Regions from separate parts of the Rattus norvegicus genome. Here region 2 is linked to region 1. Evidence: chromatin contacts called from public Hi-C data. All regions are on one chromosome and are shown on one strand. The core of a region is the stretch at or near the end of the contact, and the rest is flanking DNA. Distances in the headings are between cores, read along the strand shown.

Region 1 (4,790 bases), core at 841-3,340:
GGGGACAAGAAATCTTCCATTTATTTATGCCTCCTGCCAGTGCTTTCTCCCTAGATGCCATTGGTGCTAAGGCTGCAACTTGCCTAACTTTCTGTGGGCCTGCGATTGAGGTTGCGTTAGCTGACTATGTGTGACCTCACCAGAGCTTGCTTGGCTCTCCCTGGGTGTGCACTTGACTTCAGTTGGCTGCCTGTGTGACCACAGCAAAGCTAGTAATTACTTAGCTTTCTTGGATTTGGCCAGACAGTCCTGTTGCTTCGGTGGAGGATGCTGGGATATCCCAGGCACCTGTGGCACTGGCTGAAGAGGTTATTGCCTAAAGCTGAAGTTCCCAGCCGGTATCCTCACCAGGGCCACCCAGGCCCAGTGCTGAGAATTTATTTCTGCAGCAGGCTGAGAAGAATTTGATGTGGGGCATCTCTGAGGTGATCACACGTAGCAATCGGGGCTCTCCGCTGCTTTAGTGGCTTCTTGGGAAATACAGAAATGGGTCTGCACATGTCAGGTGACATTCTCCTCACAGGAGGGCTTTTGGGGCATTGTCACAAAAGGAAGGCTGAGACCCGCCCCAGGCCAAGCAAAATAATCTAACCCAGGTGTCTTAATCTCCCTAGCTTAGTGCAGTCATCCCTGGCTTTGTATATGATGAGCTGTTACAGTGTTTTCCTGTCAAGCGGGCATGAAATATCAGGCCAGATACCCAGCAGAGAGCTTGTGCCTTCAATTACGTCCTTGGCATAAAGCTTCATTTAAAAGCACGTGGGTCATAAAACAAAGCGGGAGCATGACCTACCGTCCGCAGTTGTCTGTCAGCAGTCATGGTGTCAGAGGGGACCCCGTTGCACAGAGCTGTTGTTCTAGGAGGACACGTGGCCTCCGTGTGGTCTACAGTGAGGCAGAAGAAGAGCGCCCAAAAGGAGATTTATGTGCAGCGGCTTTACTGGGGAGGCACAAGGCAATTTATTCACACCAATTTGGGAGATCCTGTGTCGTCCTGCCTTTTCAAGTATGGAGTATAATCGAGCCTCTTTGGGTATCTAACCACCAGATGCTTCTTTGAAGCCAAGAGCATGCATCTGTCAGGCCTGGATTCTGCTCTGGTAAGGACACTGTTGGGTATAACCTTGTGCTGTACTCTTGTGGCCATCCAAGTCAACTGGGGAATGGGTACTAATAAAATAAATGTGGTAATGGGTGCCAGGAAGAAGCTCTGTTAGTGAAGTAGTTCATGTAGAAGCATCAGAGTCAGGGTTCAGTTCCTGAATCTAGGGGAAACCTGGGGTCCAGGAGCTCACACTTGTCATCCCAGAGCTCTGGGGACAGTGAAAGGCAGATCACTTGGGTTTGCTGGACAACCAGCCTAGTGGATTTGAAGGACTTCATGCTACCTCACCTTAAAAAGCAAGGTGAGGGGTTGGGGATTTAGTTCAGTGGTAGAGCACTTGCTTAGCAAGCGCAAGGCCCTGGGTTCGGTCCCCAGCTCCGAAAAAAAGAATAAAAAAAAAAAAAAAAAAAGCAAGGTGAACAATACCTAAAGAGCCAGTGACCCCAAGGAAGGACACCGGATGTTGGCCTCTGGCCTCCACATGTGTCACATCGGCATGTGCATACATATGCACCTGTACACGGATGAATATGTGCACATACATACACATGAAGATACATAAGGAAAACTAACAGTGGTCCTATGGTAAACCTTGATTAGGTCTTAGAAGGAAAGAGTGCTCTGAGAGCCTATTAGTCAACACAACAGACCCAGCGCTGGATCAGGAGACACTTTCCTGAGGTAAACAGCACTCAGCTGAGGTCAGCTAAAAGGGAAGTACAATCGGAGTGCTGTGGGATTGTATCTCAAAGGCCACAGCTCACTGATGGCCTCTCAGCAGAACTATGGGTCTCTGGGGGGCTGTGTAAAACCACAAACACTGGAGGCAATCCTGACGTTGCTGGAGTCCCAACAACATGCTAAGAGCCTTGAAGGTCACCAGTTCTGGGCATTGTGTGTGGGAGTGGGGTGGGGTGGGGTGGGGTCATGTCAGGAGGCAGGCTGACTAACCTGGTTAGCATTTTAAGCAAGCTTTGGTGAGTGCGCTCTCTGCAGAGAGATAAGGGTAGTGCACTGAATTGGTTTGGCTGTAAAGAAAATAGATGGAGGTGGCTGGAACCTTGGGAAAAACAATCTCTTTCTATTACCAGGATTGGAAGGAATTTTATGTTCTTATTTAAGAGACAGAAAATTAGTTTCAGGCTCTTGGAGCCTGTATTTGAAGCAACTTATTAAAATAGCACTCCTGGAGTAGGAGCATGGCTTGGCCCTCCTGGAGCAGGGGCGTGGCTCGGCACTCCTGGAGTGGGGGCGTGTCTTGGCCCCCGTGGAGTAGGGGCGTGGCTCGGCACTCCTGGAGTAACTTCAAGAGCAAGGCTCCTAGCCAGGCTTGTGGAAATGCCCTTATTATTGTTCCAACACTTCCAATTAATCCAAGCTCACTTCTTGCCCCTTTCCTCATTGGATGTTCACTTCTATATCGTCTCTCTCCTTGTCTGTGTGCACCACATGACTGTATTAAACGAACCTTTTGCCTTTTTGAGGCCATGTTTTTATTTTTTGGGGAGCTCTTTTTGGCGAGCTCAGCAGAGGTTAGTGATGGTTCGTTCCTGTGCCGGTGCTGTCGTGAGCTTTATCTTCGGATACAGCCGGCCACTTTCCACTGTATGCGTTCATCTTGCACCAGTCTCATAAGGCTTGTGAACCCATGAATTGGATTAGTGTATTTCTACAAGATAATCTGTAGTCTTCCTATGTAAAAATTACTGTCCTCACTTGCAATAACATATTATCTCTACAACCTTGTGTGTGAGGCCAGGTTGATGACCAAGCAGAAGCCCAATTACAATTATCTGAACAAAAGAACAAATTAGGTGGTCTGCACTGCCCGTTATACCAGTCATATTTTGTACTCAATTACAATTTACAATTCCCAAGGCCTTCCATTCCTATTCCATTTATAGTAACATAAGAATTTAAAAATATATAGTTTAGCAGCTTGTCTTAAAAGCACGAAGCAAAAAAAAAAAAAAAAAAAAAAAACCCAACCCCCTTAAAAGTGAAATTATGGGCCAGTCTCACTTAAGATGACACCATTAGAAACTCACTATCGGAGACAACAAAGAAGCGGTTAGCCAACATCCCTATCATCATGCACTTAAGTGAAGGGCAAACCCTGAGCCTCTTTGTAAGTGATTGCCTCCTGCCACTTAGTGCTATAAAGGACGTTGGTTGTAAAAAATCTAATGCTATAAAATAGGTTTGGTACAGGACAGCCTGTACAGTTCCCTTAGATCTTACTCATGCAATCTTCTGGCTGAGAAGGGAGACTGTGCCTCCCATCAAATGTAGTTCAGGATGTTCTGCCAGAGGCTGTGCAACTCCAGACCCGTGTGCAGTCCAGCAAATACAAGTCAAAGCAGCCCACAGCAGCCCTTGTGGGTTTCAGAGGACGGTTGTTCTGAGTGTACAGTGAGTCACAGTACATCCTGACACACCTTTTCTTTTTAGGGCAGAAGAAGATGTTTCTTCCACCTTCACCCAGGTTAGAAAATGCTGGGGCATAAATATATTGGGATCTGTCAGAAAGCAACATTATGACAGTTTCCCAGGTAGGAAGAAAATGTCACTCTTACATGCTTTAAAAATAGGGCTTCAGAAATTCCAGTAGTTTGGTGGTTAAATACACTGGAGTAAGTGTATTAAATACCAGTGAGAATAACCTTAGGTCACATATAGAGAATAGGTAAGTCTAGACTAATGATCAGAAGCCATAAAGGCTAGACATTTGACTTTCTAAAAGATGCCATCCGTGCAATTTCTGTTTTCCTGCTTTCAGGTGGGCTGAGTAGATCAGACATGTGTAGCAGACATAGTGTGATGGTTTACTCTTGGGTCCTCATTCAGTTTCCTACCGCAGGGTACACAGAGCGAGCCGTTCGTGTTTGAGGAATGTTTTTGTGAGTCGAGAAGCGTAGACGAACATTAGGTCACAGCATCTGTTTTAGGTGAGGCGGGGATTTTCAAAAGTACTTTTAGTGAAACTGTATTTTCTTTAAAACTGTATTAAGACAAAGCAACGAGTCCCTCTGAATTGTAATAACCAGTGCCACCTTGGCCAGGTTTGAGCGGCCGATGGCCTCAGATTAAGGTCACTGCCCCTTCGCTTTTGAGGAATCACGGAACTAATTGTTGAAAAGGCCTTGCAAAAATATTTAGCATCACTCTGCTTCCCTATAATCCTTGAATTTTTATTAAGTGCTGTTAGCTGCATTATATTATTTGATACTTAAGTAGATGAATAGTCATTCTGAATATCTTCAGCCCTCTTCCTTGGCTTTAAGAGTTTCCACGCTCACCTAGATTTTAGTAGGCCTTGGGGGAAGGGCCAGGCATCCATCGACATGCCTGACCTCACAGAGCCGGATGCTGCCCCGGACCTGTCAGCCTGATCCCTGTTTCTATCTCTGCTTTCCAGGGAACCTGGGCTTCTCCAGCAATTGGTTTTCTCTTGGGTTTTTTTGTGAGACAGGGTCAGAGGATTTTCTAGAACATATGTTAGGTGTTTTCTACTTAATCTCAGGAAGATGGACAGCAGAGTTTGGTCGGACCTAGCCTCTCATGCTTGAAGTGATGGAAAGCTCACAGCCAAAGGATGTGCTGGAAGTGTAGAGATGGGGGTGTGCACGCAGATAGATTTCCAAATTGCTGGCCGAGCAGAATCCTTCATGGTGACTCTTCAGTG
Region 2 (4,790 bases), core at 722-3,221, 480 kb before region 1:
ATTTACTAGTTTTGCACCCCAAACGTAACTTTTCAGAGGTTTTTCCTTTGGAATTGTGGGTGCGAAACTGCTTTCCTAATCACACCATGCCGCAGGCTCTCAGAACATCTGTGTATTATTTGAAAACCGAAAGAACATCCGGTTGGGCTGCTTTAGTGGGTGTGGGACAGTGCCGCGGTGGGATGAAACGACAAGGGGGCACTTTAAAAACATGTCCATATCGTTTTCAAAGAGAGGCAGGAAAACTATGAAAAGAATTACAAATGGCTAATTACGTTGGCTCAATTACAAACTTGATGAAAAAAAAAAACCTGCCTGCCTCACTTTTAGCACCAACGTAGGAGGAAAAAATAGGTTGCGGAGAAGCCCAAGCGATAAAGATCTCAGTGAGAGCCAAGGGACAAAACTCATTACAGATAAGCCTAGTCCTTGCATTTCCCCCGGATGCCTCTCCCTGTAGCTTACTTAAGCCGCATCTCCTAGAGCAGCTGCCGGGAAACCAGTCCTGCCCCGGGGTGCTGCTTTCTCTTGCCCCGGGTGAGAGGCGCACTTCATTCGCCCTCTGCCTAACCAGGCCAAGGTGCAGCCACCTTCTCCCTGAAACCGAGAGTTGGGAGAACTCCGTGACAGACTTTCGTGGTTTAGGGAAAGCGGGTGTGGGACTGGGGCTGGATTTTGCTAGCCTGGGATCAACCCCCGATCCCTTGCCTCATCTCCCAGCAGTAAACTCTGTCAATGGAAGCTCGGAAAGGAGGAAGAAAAAAAAATCAAATCTAATGAAACCTGAGTGCAAAGGCCGCTGGGCTTTGTCTCTTAGTCCCGGAATGCAGCAGGAGAGGGACGCCGGAGGTACACCCCGCCGAGGCACCGTCAAGGTGGTGAGGCCACACGGAAGTCCCCAGTCCATGAAAAAGATAGCTGCTGGTCCCGCCTCTCTCCCAATTTCAACCGGGCCACCCTTTCCCCTTCCCCAAGTCCGGGATTCATGAACCAGGCCAGGGATCTCTCCGAATCCAAGCAAAACGCTTCGCCTTTAAGAACTCAAAAATGGAGCAAAGCCACGCAGACCGAACAAGGCTGAGGTTCTCTTCTCTGTCCTAGACGGAGCCTGGGTTACCAGCTCCTCTAAACGTACACCCATAGCCCTAGGCACGCCTGGAGAGGAGAGTAGTGCAAGTCCTTGGAAGTGGGAGCCCTGCGCGGCCGCTTTAAGAGAGTGCAACGCGCGCCCCCGCCGGCGGCAGCTCGGGGATGCGCATCACCGCGCGCCCGTGCTCGCGCGCCCCCGCCGCCGCGCGCCCCCAGATCGCTCGCTCGCTCGCCCGCTCGCCGGCTTTAAAGTCTCTGCCAGGATCCATGCTCACATGTTACTTCCTGTATGGAGGCATGGCCAGTTTCCAGCCCCGCGCTCTCGGTTCCTCCCCAGCCTGCGCCGGAGCCACAACTTTCGGGAGCATGGACTGAAGGCGCCCTCGCCCCGGCGCCCCTCTGAGATCCTTTGTGTTTCCCTGCTCTCCACTGGCCGTTTCTGTTCTGGGGGGCTCTGCGCTCCGCCCCGCCGCTTCCCTCCCTTTCCCCGCTCGCAGACATGCCTCCTTCCTTGCCGGGGCCCTGGAAGGAGCTGCCCGCCTGAAGCCCGGAGCCGCCGCGCCGCACACAGCCCCTCCGTCGCCCGCCGGTTCTTGGGCTGCGCTGCGCTGCCGACTCAACTTGGGGCTCTTCCGCTCCTAGCCGCCGCCACCCGCGGTCCCTGCCTGCTCCCGGCCCCGGGCAGTGCCGCCGTGCGCCTCCTCTTCGCCCTGCCCTATCGGCTGGATCGTCTCTGAGCGAAGAGGAGCCCTTCTCCTCCGAGAGGATCGTCCCTAGCGTAGCTTTGCATTCCCGGTCACTTTTTGAGGTTTTTCCGGGAGCTCTGGCAGCTTCCCGGATTCCTGCGGGACCAGTCGCCGAGTGTGTGTTGGGGGCCGTGTGGCGGGCGAGCCGAGAAAGCCTCCAGGCTTAGCGGAGCCTCGCTCGGAAGCAAGAACTTATTCAACAAGTTTACCCCCCCTGCCTTTCTCTTTTCGATGTGCGTTTTCGGACATGCGGAGGTTACTGGAACCGTGTTGGTGGATTTTGTTCCTGAAAATCACCAGTTCTGTGCTCCATTATGTGGTGTGCTTCCCGGGTAAGTGCGGGCCGCCGATGGGACGCGGCTCCAGCCCGCGCGCGGGGTATGCGGAGTTGTCGCCGGGGCGCGGAGCTTGGGCGCCAGTCTAGGGACCGCGGAGAGGGTGAAGGGGGGCCGGGCTACGGAGGAGGAAAGAGAGCTCTGCTTCATTGGCTCCGGCAATGTTCTAGGAGGCTGATGGTCTGAGAGGGCAGAAGCAGTGGCGGGCTGGAAAGGAGGATCGGGGACTCAGATGTGCTCTGACTGTGGCTTGGGAAGCTTGAAGCATCTGGAGTCGGGGAGGGCGGAAGGGGGGAGGCGACTTGCTTTGCTGATACAGAGCTGATCCGGAGGGCTAGAGTTGCAGGATGTCTGGGGAGATTGGCTGTGGGAAGGATGCTCTGTTGGTTTGAGTAATCTGGGGGTGCTCCCGTTGCTTCTGCGGGGATAGAAGGAGCTCATAACCGTGGCTCACTTTGCATCCCTCCGACCCTTTGTAGGGGGGAAGGAGATGTTTGGGGATGGAAGGCGGAGGCTGGCTGCAGAGCAGTTAGGATGTGGGGAGCAGCCGGCGTGGCGTTCTAGTCGCCGGGGCCGCCTCGTTTGAAACAGCCTTGCTCCGGGCTGAGGTGCAGGCTACGCCTCAGTGCAAACGGGAGGCAGCCCCCAGGACGCGAGGGGCCTGGGAGACTCGGGAGGGCAGGGAGCAGGGAGTTTTTGGCTAGATCCCTGACTCACTGGGCTCGAGGCCCCTTTCTGTATCACTCTTCTGGGCTGGGCTGCCTGGGTCCAAGTGCAGAGCGCGGGTCGACAGCTGGGTAGCTTCTGGCGTCCGGGCAGATTTTTTTTTTTCTGTCTGGCGCGCCCTCCCTCCCTTCATCTTTGCCCTTTTGCAGGCTGAGTGTGCATGCCAGACCCAGACCCAGACCCGCTCATTTTCTAGCCAGGTTAAGGCTGGAACAATATTGGCCACTCGACAATCCTAAATCATTGCACGTAGCGGTGTGCAGCTCGGCCACCCTCCACTTCCAGCCTTCAGCCCACACCCTCCCCACTTCGTGAGGGCATAGGCCAGCCGCCTTCCTCTTCTCTTGCAGAGTCGGAGGGTTGCAGCTCAAGCCTCGCTTAAGCTGTCCAGCTCCTTCTCAGTGGGTGAAGGCCACGTCCTCTCTCCTGGCTCAGGGAAAGAGGTGGGAGAGGGCGCGATTTGCTTTTCTTTCCTCGATCTCCTAAGGACAGGACACCCGGTTTTTCTGCTTTCTCATCTGCCTGTTCTGGAATATTGGAGGCGGCGGTTATTCTAATCAAGAAAAAAAGAAACGTGCCACACTGTTTCCGTTTTCCTTGGTTAATAGCTTGTGTTCTGGCAACCAGAGCGCAGAGTTTTGGTGCAGCGGGTACCCCCAACCCTGTCGTGTACCCAGGAGCCAAGCTCGAGGACCCTCACTGTTCCCGGGGATCCTCTCTAAGGGGACTGGCAGCGAGTGATTCCCTCTTTGAAGGTTTGAGGGTGGTTGTGAGCGACAGAGGGCAAAACACTGCGGTTTTTCGGCTCCTTTTCCTCGGTGCATCCTCCTGTCTCTGGTGCTGTCAACAGAGCTCGGCGAGGGTGCGCGTGCCTACTCACTAGGAGGCCTGGGGTTTACCCACTAGGGTCCTGTCTCTATGGAAGTAGACGCTGAGGAGCACATCCTCTGAGAATCTGCACCCTTCTCCCTTAGAGACCATTGGGTAGCATTTGTTTTTAATCATTGCCTTTGACTAGACCTCTCCCCTCTCCCAACCTCCCTTGTCAGGGACTTGCCAAGCTGACTGCGCTCGGGTGTACCCGAGGTTGAGCCTAGTAAGGGTCACTTTTTCATAAAGGGGGTGGGAAGCAGCCTTGCAAAATAGACATTTCCAATTCCACTTCTGACTGACCTCCCTGGGCTGTAGCCAGTGTTTCTACAATGATTTTCTTCCCTCTGGTATCTGAGGCTTGCAGCCTAGTATGGGACCGATAGGGTTGCCGCCTTGTTTCAGTTTTCCTCATTTTCCGTCCCTGTTCAGGCTTCGAAGTAACTAGCAGGTACCCTCCACCGGGAGCGGAGGGGTATTTGTTAGAGGCACAGGGAAGACAGCTTTTGGAATCAGGCAAAGTTAAAATGTCACAGCCCTGGGAGATGCTATGCTGCCTTCAGGTTTCCCGAGGGTGGTGAGGTGCCGCTGGACCCCAGGGGGCGCCCCAGAGCCACTCGTCTAGCTTATGCCTCCATTAGAACGGCTCAACCACCTGCACACCGAGGGGTCGGGGCGCAGGCGTCCAGGTGCCCAGGCTGAGGGTCTGCGACATCTGGCGCTAGGCGGTGCCCACGGCTCAATGCTGCCGCCCGTGGTCGGCTGGAAAACCCTTGAGGACCGTTGTCGCTTTGGGATCCAGCGCTTTTTACTGCCATAGCTTAAGAAACACATTTTAGCTAACCATTTCAGCTTTTGGTTTTCAATTAGATTCCTCCTTGTGAGTTCTTAACCAAAATCTCGTACTGGTTATTTTTTTGTTTGTTTTCAGAATCCCACCGACTTCTCAGCTGCCTGTGAGCCCTCGCCCGCAGCTCCTGTTCAGAATTCAGTTACTGTGGTTTAGGGAGGCCTTTGGAAGCAG

The links. Hi-C and Micro-C count contacts between places; a contact is called where the count stands out from the background.
Region 2: a Hi-C map of the A7r5 cell line shows a contact between it and region 1, with 4 times the contacts expected there. The contact joins the promoter of Ptprg here to the enhancer-like site in region 1. A contact is called at or near these places in 3 of 12 Hi-C or Micro-C datasets (the A7r5 cell line, Schwann cells and psoas muscle) and 1 of 1 datasets of contacts at active chromatin or transcription factors (oligodendrocytes).

What each region holds. Positions count from the first base shown.
Region 1 is chr15:15,495,056-15,499,845 of GRCr8, reverse strand. All of the region lies in intron 5 of Ptprg (protein tyrosine phosphatase, receptor type, G), which reads left to right. It overlaps LOC134482084 (a long non-coding RNA gene), which reads right to left. Exons shown (of 2, transcript XR_010058096.1): 2 at 3,036-4,790. Among named protein-coding and RNA genes, the nearest start is that of Cep15, 230 kb to the right of the region's middle. Within about 2 kb of position 2,090, at least 14 of the 93 cell types and tissues checked have an H3K27ac peak or open chromatin away from gene starts, as enhancers often do.
Region 2 is chr15:15,979,762-15,984,551 of GRCr8, reverse strand. Ptprg (protein tyrosine phosphatase, receptor type, G) reads left to right here and starts at 1,971. Exons shown (of 30, transcript NM_134356.2): 1 at 1,971-2,167. The coding sequence starts at 2,083.